Linked DNA regions of Callithrix jacchus: region 1 is linked to region 2. A link is a contact called in public Hi-C data. All regions are on one chromosome and are shown on one strand. The core of a region is the stretch at or near the end of the contact, and the rest is flanking DNA. Distances in the headings are between cores, read along the strand shown.

Region 1 (5,766 bases), core at 621-3,120, 160 kb after region 2:
TTCCTTTCTTGGCAGCATGCTAAAGCTGCAAAGACCTGTCTAGTGCCCATCCGATTCCAGACTAGAAACGTGTCTGGGGGTTTGGGGCCCATCAGTATTGGGCATACTGACTTCGTTATTGTTGAGATAGGGTCTCTCTCTGTCGCCCAGGCTGGAGTGCGGTGGCACTGTCTCAACTCACTGCACCCTCCCCTTCCTGGTTCAAGCGATTCTCTGACCTCAGCCTTCCCAGTAGCTGGTACAACAGGTGTGTGTCACCAGGCCTGGTTTCACTGTGTGGGCCAGCCTGGTCTCGAACTTCTGACTGCAGATGATCCATCCCCCTTGGCCTCCCAAAGTGCTAACTTTGACAGTCACTTGCTAATAACTTCCCACATAGGCAGTATTTCCTACTGTTCCTCCAGGAAGTCGAAGGAACATGAGGCTGGGGATTGGAAGACCTGTATTCTGGGCTCCAGCACCATTGCCTGTGTGATCTTGAGCACCACATTTTAACTCCCAGGGCTTTCAGGGGAAATGTGAGGCTTTATGCCCAGTGACCTCTGGGTCTTTTTACTGCTCTGACACTGGGAATGGCTTCATACCCCATCAGCAACCAAGATGAACTGAAACAAGCCAACCAATTGGGAACACAGAGGAAATGGCTGGGCTGGCTCAGAGAGGCCCCTGGGCAAGTATCTGGGAGGTGAAAATGATCACCCATCCAATGAAGAGAGATCGTGGTAGTGTTTTGATAACCACACACATTAACAATCAGATGCTAGTTCATGGTGTCACTTGATCATATAGTAGGAACAGTAAGAAGTTTGAGGACATGTCCTGATTTAAATACCTCTACCACCCCTCCCAATATAAAGTGACATTTCTGTTTCCAGGCCACAAGCTCTGCGCTCCTCTGCACCAGGCAGGCCACCATGAATAGCTGTGCAGTTTTGTGCTGCCCAGAAGTGCCCAGTAAGGCTGATATCGAAATTGGTACTGGGCTAAAGAATAATTTTAGAGAGGTGTCTAGGTTTGGGTATTGGCATGAGGAGAGAATGAGGCAGCTATGGAGCAATGGTTAAAAGCACAGGTTCTAGAAAAAGCCTAAATCAAATCATTCTACTGGCTTATGTAACCTAGCATAAGCTATTCACATTTGTTTCCCCATCTGTAAAATGGGGTAATAGTAACACTTAACTCGGGTGGATAAGAGAAATAATACATTAAAGTGTTTAGTGTGGTACCTGGTACATAGTAGGTGATCGATAAAACATGAGCTATTGTTGTATATTAAGGATGAGGAGTGCTACTCATTCACAATTTTCCTCTCAGCGTTTTAACCAATAAGTCACTGAAGTCAGACTTGAAATATACATATACCAGCAGAGGCGCTGCGCGCCCTCCACAGGGCGTCCCAGAGCCTTCCTCCAAACCACACTGCAGTCTTTTGTGTAGGAAGAAGGCTGGCTCCCAAGTCACTGCCTTCTTGGAGATTTAGAGAACACAAAAGCATGTGACCATTGCAGTGAACCTGTCCCATCGTGGTTCCTGCAGTCCAGTGGGTGTGAGGCTCTGTGGACCCACCACCAGTCAGAAAGGACTGTCTTCACCATGGGAAGTGTCATTGTCCCAAGCCCCCAGTGTTTCCCTGATGAGATGAGAGATTGGACAGTTCTGGTTCTAGGATCCCTGATGGGAATATGGGCAGGGTGGAGAGCGCTTTCCTACAAGGAATTCTGTCCTAGGCAGGGTCCTGTGTCTTCCTCAGAGGCCCCTCCTCTCTGCACATGGCCATATAACAGGAAGAATGCAGGCCTTTCTGATCACATTTGCCCTTCTGTAGGTGATGCTGAGGTGGACATTTCCAGGGCTAGACCCAGTCAAATTGAGCTCCAGTGTCTGGGGAAAACTCTCAACTTCTTCAGCCTACTGGGTTATTCACTTTTGTCCAGGTGGGATTTGCTTCTAGGCTTCAAGCAGCTTGGAAACATTTTCAGAGGGAAAAGTCAAGTATGGAAATCTGGTCAGCAGAAACGTGGTTCTGGGTGGGAAGTGCCCTGGAATGCAGAGCTCCTTACCAGCAGTTAGGTTAACAGAGCAGTCGAAGCATGAGCCAGGATGGAGTATCTACTGAAGTGAGGCATTTTTCGTTTGTTTTGCTCTGAGTGAGGCCTAGAGGCAGAGCGAAGTGAGCAGGAGTCTCCTTAGTAGCTGGTGCCCCACGGAGCCGACCGGATTATGTATGTGTCAAGCATACACTGGGTGGGATTGGGAGACTCTGGCAGAGTGACTCAGGCTTTTTGCCTATATAAATCCTGCCTTCATGTCAGGGTTTGGTGGAAATGCCACCTCTTCTCTGTGGATCTGCCCTTGACTTCCTCTTGGCTGTTTCTGAGCTTTCCTTCTTCTGAACTCTAGTACCTTGCTGGTTTCACTCATGTGCCTTGCATTATAGCTATCTGTGTAACTGTGTGACCAGAGGCATCATGGGAGAGAGAACCTAACTTGGGTTTGAGTCAGATCCATTTACATGTTAACTATGTGGCATTGGGCACATCACCTACCTTTCTGAACCTTAAATCCTTCATCTGTAAAATAATAATACTATTCACTTTACCAAGCTGCTTGAAAGATTGAATATAGAGTATGCACAAAACTTGATATATACTATGCATTTAATGAATAATAGGTATTGTCATTTATTTATTATAGACTGTAAGCTCTTAAAAAAATAGAATCTTATTCGTCTTTTTTAATCTCTAGCACCTGGCATAGTGCCTGGGACATAACTAGGCACTCTGTACATGTTTATTTGAATAATGAACTACTTTTAATGTAAAGGTATTTCTCAAAATTTCTTTTGTCTGGTTTAGTGTTTCCTAAATAACTTTAGCCTCTGAGTTTTGATTTCTGTAGTCTTTTAATAAAAGACCTAAAGAAAACATTCAACGTGTGAAAGGGGGCAGAGTGCCCATGTGATATAGGAGCTTCTTGGAAATCTTCAAGCTATTTCCTGCTTACATCTGATTGATGTCTTCAAGACAGGCTGGCTTAGATCATCCATCATTTTTTTTTCCCTTCCAGATTCTTAGAATTTGCACCAGGTATACCCCAGAACAAGACACCATGACTTTTTCAGACGGCCTTACCCTAAATCGAACTCAGATGCACAATGCTGGATTTGGTCCTCTGACTGACCTTGTGTTCACCTTTGCCAACCAGCTCCTGCCTTTGGAAATGGATGACACAGAAACAGGCCTTCTCAGTGCCATCTGCTTAATCTGTGGAGGTACCAACTATGTAGAAAAGCCTCATGAAATTCCATGAAGAACAGTTTATACTTGTAATTTGTGAAAAATCCCTCATTTCCCGTTTGGAGTTGTTTTTCCTTGGGAAAAGATGTGATAAAGCCAGGCATACGTGCCTGGCTTCACTGTATTTTTCCATGTTGTTACAAATTAAATAATGGTATTTGGGAATCCTTCTGCTCAGAAAGAAATCCCAGAAAGCTGTTTCTCCAATCACCACAGATTTTGTTTTTTCTTAAAGGCAGGATCAGACGACTGTAAAATAAATTGCCTGGGGACATTATAATAATGACAAGGGACCTGCATGTGCTGTTATTTAGTGGGTAGACATACAAGTTTTTGGCTGGGCCCTCCCACCAACCCTTGGAGGACTGGGATAAAATTTAGGTTTCTTCTTCGTAGTGACCCCTACTGGTCCACAGGAGGCTGAATCGTAAGTGGTTAAAAAGTAATGGCTTTAATTAAGAAGCAGATTTACTTTGTGCTAAAATAACCATCCTGCTCAAGGTTTGTTTTAATTCAGTTCGGTAGTGACACCTTCTGGTCACAGGAGGTAATTCTTTCCCTGGGACAAAAGCAACCAGCCATCAAAATGTTAGATTACCAAGGGGGAGGGGGGCTTTTTTTTTTTAAATCAATCAAGTATCATTGCTTAAAGCTATTGCGTTAAGTCTGCAAATTTGTGTATGTAATTGAATTACCAAATTAATGAAGTCATCATACTAGTAGGAATAAGGAAACAAGGAAAAGGGGAAAAGGGCAGAAATCCTGATTTTGTTTAATACTTTATTCCTGGTATCTAGACCGCCAGGACCTTGAGGAACCAACAAAAGTAGATAAGCTACAAGAACCATTGCTGGAAGCACTAAAAATTTATATCAGAAAAAGACGACCCAGCAAGCCTCACATGTTTCCAAAGATCTTAATGAAAATCACAGATCTCCGCAGCATCAGTGCTAAAGGTATGTCTTTGTGCGCTCTGTACTATGGTCACAACGCAGACTTGAGCACCTTGCCAGGTGTGTCACTTTATTCCTCAATTCAGGATGTTTACTGGCTTTTTCTAATTGAAATCAAAAGGAAATAACTCCCCCCTAAAGAGAAAACCTCAAGTCTTACCCTATTAAATGATCTTAATAATGATTGAGAGCTTTAAAATTCATGGCTGATTAGAAAAACATGGTTTTCAAGAGAATGTACTATATGACAGGCTAATTTTCTAGGTTCATACATTTAATTCCAGTTCATACATTTAATTAAATATCTAGGTTCATACATTTAATCTCTGGTTTATGTAACCTTGACTCCAGTTTTTCCTAAACATCCAAACCTTAAGAAAAATGAATAGTACTTAGGATCATTGTTAATGGTTAAGTTTCTCTCCATCACTTTAGCCATTGCTCTCTTGTGTACAGGCAGATTTCCTTCTGCACACTTCTAAGCAAAGGAATTCTTGCATTCCTAAGAGGGATAAATATTCTTTGCCCAGTAATTTTCTGTTTATGTACCAACTCAAGCAATTATAGAGGTGCCTAGAGCCATATCACTGTTGAGTGTTAGAGAAAGGTTTTTCTATAGAGAGACAACTCAGCAGCTATCCCTGGTACCAAATGGGCTATTGCCATTCTTCTTCCCCATCAGACTACTGACTGCCTCTGAAGGTTTTGCTAGCCAAGGAATCAACTCTGTATTTCAGAAAGTGTTTAAATGCACTGGGAGCTTGTTTAACAAGCAGTCTTAATTCTTGAGCTCCTTCTAAGGTTTCCTCGATGAGCATTCTGAATTCATCCTGGCATGCAATTAAGAGCAGAAGCAAACAGCAGATACCCATGTAGTTGTGAATATGGTATCTTTGATTTTTAAAAATGAGGCTGTTTAACTTAATACTGTCATTCTGTATAGATAACTAGACTAGTGATATCTAATAGAATTGACTGCAGTTACAGAAGTAATCGGTATTGTACAGTTCAGTAGCCACTAGACACATGAGGTTCTCGAGCACTTCAAGTGTGGCTTATGCAACTGACGCAGTGTTTTTCTAATTTCATTTAACAAATTTAAATGTAGCTACCTAGTGGCTATTACATTGGACAGTACACTGCTAAATCAAGTTGTTAATAATCATTGCACATTGTGAATTCCTGTTTGTGGGTAACTGGCATCAACCTGTCTTTTTCAAGATACGCTAGTTTCCTCAAGAACTTTTCTTTGTAAATTGTTATTTCCTGAAACCGAGGCATCAAATTTAAACATCACCACATCTTTGCTCCTTTCTCTAAAGTAAAAATGTTTTAATAGTATAAAATAAGGATAACCTCTGTGAGGCATTGTTTGCATCGTTTTCTGAACCAAGGAAGCAACAATATGCTATTGCTTGCATTAAAGATGAAGTTCTAGCGGATCATAAAAAGACCCTCTCAACATACTGTGAGTCTGAGCTGGTTGAGAACTTCACAATAAACATGGTTTTTGGTGG
Region 2 (6,469 bases), core at 1,719-4,218:
AAGCGTACTAGGGTTACGTTTGTGTAAGTAAGAACATAAAAACCACAACCTTTTCCATTTTATTTAATGGCTGTTTTGACGAGAAGCAGATCTGTTTGTGCTTTTAACACAGAGGAAACAGTGGGCAAAGAGAAAAAGTATTAAATTCCAACCCAAACTATTTTCTGCTTTGAGATTTTTTTTTTTATGGTGTGTGTGTATGCATAGTAAATAATGTAAGACCTTTGAACGTGGAGCACACCACCAGAAGCTCACTTTGAAAGGTGTTAAAATATTCCCTTTATTTTCTTTTTAATTTTAAAGGCAGAAAAATGATATGCCAGCCAGCTGCCATTTGTAGTGGGGCCTGTGAATTGCTTGTTACAAGCATTCGAAGTCAGGATTAGGGGCTACTAAGGGAATGTGGTGTAAGTGTTAGGATTGACGACTGCCCCCGGAAGGTATAGGAGTCACTAAATTTCTGTTTAGATGCCTCCTGGATTATCCTGGTTTTAGGCTGCTCCAGATGTTTTCAACATTAATTGTTCAGTGGGCATAGGATAAATCTTAATATTTTGTGGTCTAAATATAGTTGTTTTGGTGAAATCACAAGTATGACAACTTCTTGGCCCTTTACCCTGTCTTTTCTCCCTGTTCAACACATCAAAAGGGAAAAGAAAAAAAATATTTCTTTTTGAAATAGGATTTTGCCCATTAATGAGAAGAAATTATTTTAAAAACAAACGGTAGTGATGTTTGATTAGGGAATAAGAAAAGGCCTCTTTTCAAAGCCCTGGGACCTAAATTTTAAGTATTAAACACTATCTAAATCCTCTCCTAGTGAGATATAAATTGGGGTCAAAGTGGCAAAATCAAAGATACCCTCTGAAAGAAAGACTAAATAAAGACTGACAGCAACCGTATGAATTGAATGGGCTTTTGAATAAATATTTCAGTGAAAAGGCCCAATTGTTTTTCTAAAGTAGGACATAATTTTCTGCTTCTCAGACACATGACCGTGGTAACTAATACCATCAGAAAGAAGAGAAAAGAGGGACTTTTCCTTAAATCGCAAAGAGAGTGCAGGACTGGGTTGATTGAAAACAAGTGAAAGATTCATAAAGTTTTCCTTCCTTGTAGAAAAAAAGCAATCATCTTGTGAATATGCAGATAAATTGGTACATTTGACAAGGGAGTCAGTACTGATGTGCAACTCAGGAAAGAAAAAGCATGAGTTTCAATTGTGTTGCCAGAAAAAGATGGATTCAAAAAACAAAACAGTAGGAGAGGTAGACATCTGTTTGCCTAAACTTAAGCTATGGAATTAATTTGGAAGCTCTAGTTAGAATTTGATTTGCCAGCCATAATGTAAAGCCCTTGCGTTCGTTCAATCAGGTCTTTTTTCCTTAATAGATAAATGACCAGAATGGCTATTTCTGATAGGCTAGTTGACCTGAATCAGAAGTTTCCTTCTCATTTCTTGAAGACTTATGCTGATGTATACAACCCGACAGTATTGTCATGCACTTTTCTGTAAAGCATAAGAATAAAAGAAAGTTCTTCTGGGTATCAGATGTTTATCATTTACCTTCAACATATGGTTAAGCCCTGAGGTAGGTGAAGAAGAAAATCTGTTTTCTCCTTTACACATTCCACAAATATCACTGAACTCCATCTAAGAAGGGAAATGCATGATAAATAACCAAGATTATAAATTCTGCTCTCAAGGAATTTATAATTTTTAAATCAATAATTTAGAAAAAGCTGAGAATTTTTAAATTAGAAAGTGACTCCTTGGGAGGAAGATGGAGAGGTAAAAATCAAGATGCAAAATGTAAAACTCTTTTCAAGTTGCTCAGGACTTTAACAATAAATGCAGTGTTCATTTTAGAACATCTTAGAATCTTCTATAGAGTTTGAGTTATGTGTAAATGCCATAAATTTATCCTTAAATGACATTTTTATATTTTATATGTTCTAATATAAATTCAGTTAACTATTAATTAAATAGATTATTTCGGAAATGGGAGTTTTTGATGAAGGTTAATCAGAAAAATCTTGGCTGAAACCTTTCCAAAGATATTAACATAGATGGAATCTTGCCTTTCAAATTATGGGGTAGTTATGGCAATCATATATCTCTGATTTTCTAGAATAACCCACTTTAAAATATACTGCCACAGTTCCCACATAAATCATTGAAATATGCCAGATATTTAATATTACAACATCTCCTAGGCTGCTCCTCGAACCCAGGAGTGACACAGAAAGTCTTTGTTTGGATTCTTATAGTCAATATAACTAGAGCTCTCACAGCTTAATTTTTTCATTATGTCTGAAGATCGACTTTTGTTTCTGGATCATTCCTATTAACATGAATTCCTTTCGTAGCAAACTGTAGATCTGTGAATAGAAGGCATTCCCTGTAAAACGGACTAGACTATGGTTCTCACTCTAGCACCTGTGTGCACGTGGATGGGGTGGGGAGCGGGGAGTAGAATTAAATTGTTATGAACAAATCTGTATCAGCCCTTGCCAGCTTCTTAAAAAGTTGGAGCTGGGGTGATGGAGGGAGAAGAGTAGAGTTAACTCAGGTTTCAGATTGATCAGTATCCTGCTTGTAAGTGGCTTGGCCTAAGTACCTCTTGTTAAATAGGAGATGAGATAACCTGCCCCATCTGCAAGATCTAATAACACAACCTCATCAGTCAATATGTTGCCCTGAATTCTCCTCTTTTCATTCGCAGCTTCCTTACCCCATCATTAAAAAGCATGATTTCTGTTCCATCCCACTCCCCAAACCCCTTTAAGTGAATGAAAATTAAAGTTGCAAAAGTTCTCTCTACCTAGGAAGCAGGAGAGCCTAAGTCTGCTGGCGTTTTGTCTTGAGCTTTCAGAGCGTCTTAGATGGGAATTCAAACAGGCAATGGAACTGCTGACTTGCTTTTTCTACCGCCTTGTAGGGTGGGGTAGCTACAAGGGGCCCATTTAGTGAGATAAGACTCTGCACCCCCCCCCCCCCCGCGATAAGGCGAGGATAACAGGAACTGACGTCAGCAAGGCGACCCCACCTGGCCAAGCATTTCCTGTAGTCAGGGCTCAGGGGTTTCAGGAGTCTCTGGTCCTCCCCCAGCAGTTGAAGAACTGAACCAGCTCAGCGGAGGGAGAAAGAAGAAAGCTGATTTTTACAGGGTTGCGAGTGGGTGTTGATGTCCCTGATTTCCAAAAGCAGATTTCCTTAAAGGGAACAAAGAAAAACTGCGGGGAAGAAAGCGGTTTAATAAAAGTGGATTCTGAGACTATAATTGCAATTTGACATTGTCGTAGAATAGGTATTTTTTTCCCAGCTGTCAACAATTTCCCGCTGATGTCTCATTAGACAGTCTATCCAGCGATCACCAAATATCCACTCACAAACATTGCCAACTCTCCATATGGAACAAAACGTGAGGGAATTCACATTGTCAGAGTTAATCCCTGGTACTCCTATTTACTTTTATTTATTTTTTTTTGAGACAGTGTCTCACTCTGTCGCCAGACACAGCAGGATCTCCGCTCACTGCAACCTCTGCCTGCCAGGTTCAAGCAATTCTCCTGCCTCAGCCTCCCTAGTAGCTGGGACTACAGGCCCATGCCACCACACTGGCCAATTTTTGTATTTTTAGTAGAGACGGGGTTTCACCATGTTGGCTAGGAGGGTCTGGATCTCCTGACCTCATGACCCACCCACCTGGGCCTCCCAAAGTGCTGGGATTACTGCGTGAACCACCAAGCCTGGTCTCCTATTTACTTTTGTAAGTACAAAGTACCCACCCCCATCTGCATCAGATGACAACACAGCTGAAGCCATTTCGTTTGCCACCAGGCCTGAAACCACTTAGCAGTTTTCTTCCCCCTTTTCCTTTTTCCCTTTGTCTTAAACTCAGATTTATTTTTATTTTATAATTTTTCGCCTTCCAAAGTATCTGATTTGAGGTTTGGAGAAGGAGAAATTAAAACAGAAGGATTTTATTGCTTAAAATTTACAGATTCTCTTTACTGCGGTCTTAAAAACAGTTCCTTGTTTTTTTAAGTTTTAGTATTGAGCAAAGAATCTGTCCTAATTTGACCCATGTTTAGTAGAATGTTTGTTTTGTTATTGATAAATTACTGTTTATCACAGATTAATTTTGTCAAGTTAAAAAAATAGCTAAATTCAAAATACTGTGCAGGTAAAAGAACAAACAAGATGAGTGCATCAGTTAACTAGGAAGAGAAGATGTGGATCACATCCCAATTTTTTTCCAATTTCCAGAGAAAATGAAGACCTCATGTAATAAATTTGTCTTCTCAAAAATATTAAAGCTTTCAACGGCTACACTACCTTTGTCAGGTCATCAAAGTCCATAATTATAAAAAGGCTGATGATCTGAGGGCCATTTCAGCTTCAAAAGATTTTTTAGGGTCTGGTCTATTGGAAAGCTTGGGGGTTTAATTAACTAAAATGGAAATGGAGGCATCGAAATTCAGTTCTGATGTTTTAATTTAGCTCAGTACTGCCATGTGTTATTGAGGAGAATTCTTAAAGGCAAACATAATTATTTCATTATGGTCCTGAGAATGCTTTCATTGGCTTTAATGACAAGAAGCTGTATAAAAGCATACATTTTAATTAGTCCTTTTTATATTTACATCAGATAAATAACAAATAATTGATGAAAAACAAGTCTTTGCAATGGATGATTTCACATAGTACGCTGGTTACAGTTTAATGATGAAACATTTCTCTGTTGCTTTGCATTTTAATTATATATACATTATATTACAGTAGAGGTGCTGTGGAGCTAAAATACCATTGTTGCCATTTTATTACAAAAAAAATCACGGTTAATGCCTACAAATTGAAAGCTGAAAAAGGTAGCTAGACACACATCTCCAAGGAAGTAAATTACCGGTTCCATTAACTTTACTACGTTTGTTAGAACTCATTTTGATCACTTTTATCTTTTATGCTTCATCTTTTTGGATTAAGATCGTCAGGGGTTTCATATGCCTTTTTATGGCCACATCTTCTCCTGAACACCTTTCTTCACTTTTGCTGCCTGTTTTGAAGATTTGCATGAAAGTGCCTTGCCAAATGTGCATTGGAAATTCAGAGAGCTTTTTTCCATGCTATCAGCTTGCTTTCCCTTTGATTTTATATGAAAACCCATTTCACATGATTCATCCGTTTTGGTGTACAGAACACTAATTGTTATTATTGATTTTAAATTCTGTGGCCATTACAAGTAACCCAGATGACTGGCAGATAAAGGGTAATAATCCATGGAGTTCTGGAACTGTTTCATGTTTGTCTGGAGTACTTTATGTGATCAATATTAACTGCCCCATTGAAACTAACTGCTGTATCAAATAACAGTCAATCAAATGAATGTGCTTAGAGATTATTTATTGAAAGCTTTAATTGTTCACTAGGGCCCTGCTTATCAGAGGAAACAATAAGAACTAGAGGTAGGATGAGCAGGTTTGGATTTGCAGGGAAAGTTGAGGGATGCAGATGAGCAAGGCATCTCTCTACTTCTCGGGCGAGAGTTTCCAGAAACCCATGTTGGGCTCATAGTTTGAGCAGAAGTTGCAGATACTCTTCCCAGAGCTTATTCTATTATCTGTGCCTCAGAGGCTTTCTAGAGAAGAGGGTATAATAATTTTCTTGCACTGAGCAGAGGCTGTGAAAAGCTGTCCCTTTCCAAGAGTTTTACTGCCGATTCTCCCTAATCCTCTCAGAATTACCCTTCCACAAATCTCTCCACCTCTGCCTCCCCATCATGGCCCGATGGTCCAAGATCATGCAAGTAGCCTGCCTTGACCCAGGATTGGTTTCTACAGCTATGAAATGGGAATAATAGTGTCTACACTGCAGGATTTGTAGGATTAGAGATCATGTAAATTAAGATTCTATTCTTGTCTTGAAAACTTATAGAAGTTACCAGGTAGGCCTTCTGCCCTGATTTTGGCATGGCACCTGTGACTTACATACCTTTGCTAATAGCAAATGGTATTTTTTTTTTTTTGGCCCTATCTAAATTAGGTATCTCTTTTCCTTGGTGAAATGATCCCTCTGTATATAGCTTATAACCTAAGTGGCAGTCCTTTCTGTTTGTCAGATAGCACGGTGGCGTGATTCAGGGGCAACCATTTACCAACTGCCCAGATTTCATGCAGTTGATTGACTCTTAGAAGTGAGCATTGTCATAATACACTTAGCCCAAAGTCGTTGTTGGGGCACAGTACGCTTTTATTACTCATTGATGGATTAGATCTTGCAGTGTGCCATTCAACAAATGGCTCTTGGGTGTCTGCCAGTCTCCTTGATATCCATGGGGGACACCAAGATGAATCAGACACCATCCTTTCTCCCTCTCAACTCATGATACAATGGGAAGAACTTGTGTACAGAAGTCATTGTCACATGACCCCCTAAAAACAAACTCAGAAATCCCCTCAGGTCTTT

Evidence for each region. A called contact is a pair of places that touch in the nucleus more often than the background predicts.
Region 1: a Hi-C map of skeletal muscle shows a contact between it and region 2, with 4 times the contacts expected there. The contact joins two enhancer-like sites. A contact is called at or near these places in 2 of 3 Hi-C or Micro-C datasets (both in skeletal muscle).

The regions. Positions count from the first base shown.
Region 1 is chr17:63,982,316-63,988,081 of calJac240_pri, forward strand. RARB (retinoic acid receptor beta) reads left to right here. Exons shown (of 13, transcript XM_078354410.1): 11 at 3,067-3,271; 12 at 4,094-4,252. Among named protein-coding and RNA genes, the nearest start is that of TOP2B, 73 kb to the right of the region's middle. Within about 2 kb of position 1,871, at least 3 of the 16 cell types and tissues checked have an H3K27ac peak or open chromatin away from gene starts, as enhancers often do. A contact at or near this core is called in skeletal muscle, where this site is marked.
Region 2 is chr17:63,817,048-63,823,516 of calJac240_pri, forward strand. All of the region lies in intron 6 of RARB (retinoic acid receptor beta), which reads left to right. Among named protein-coding and RNA genes, the nearest start is that of TOP2B, 240 kb to the right of the region's middle. Within about 2 kb of position 2,969, at least 2 of the 16 cell types and tissues checked have an H3K27ac peak or open chromatin away from gene starts, as enhancers often do. A contact at or near this core is called in skeletal muscle, where this site is marked.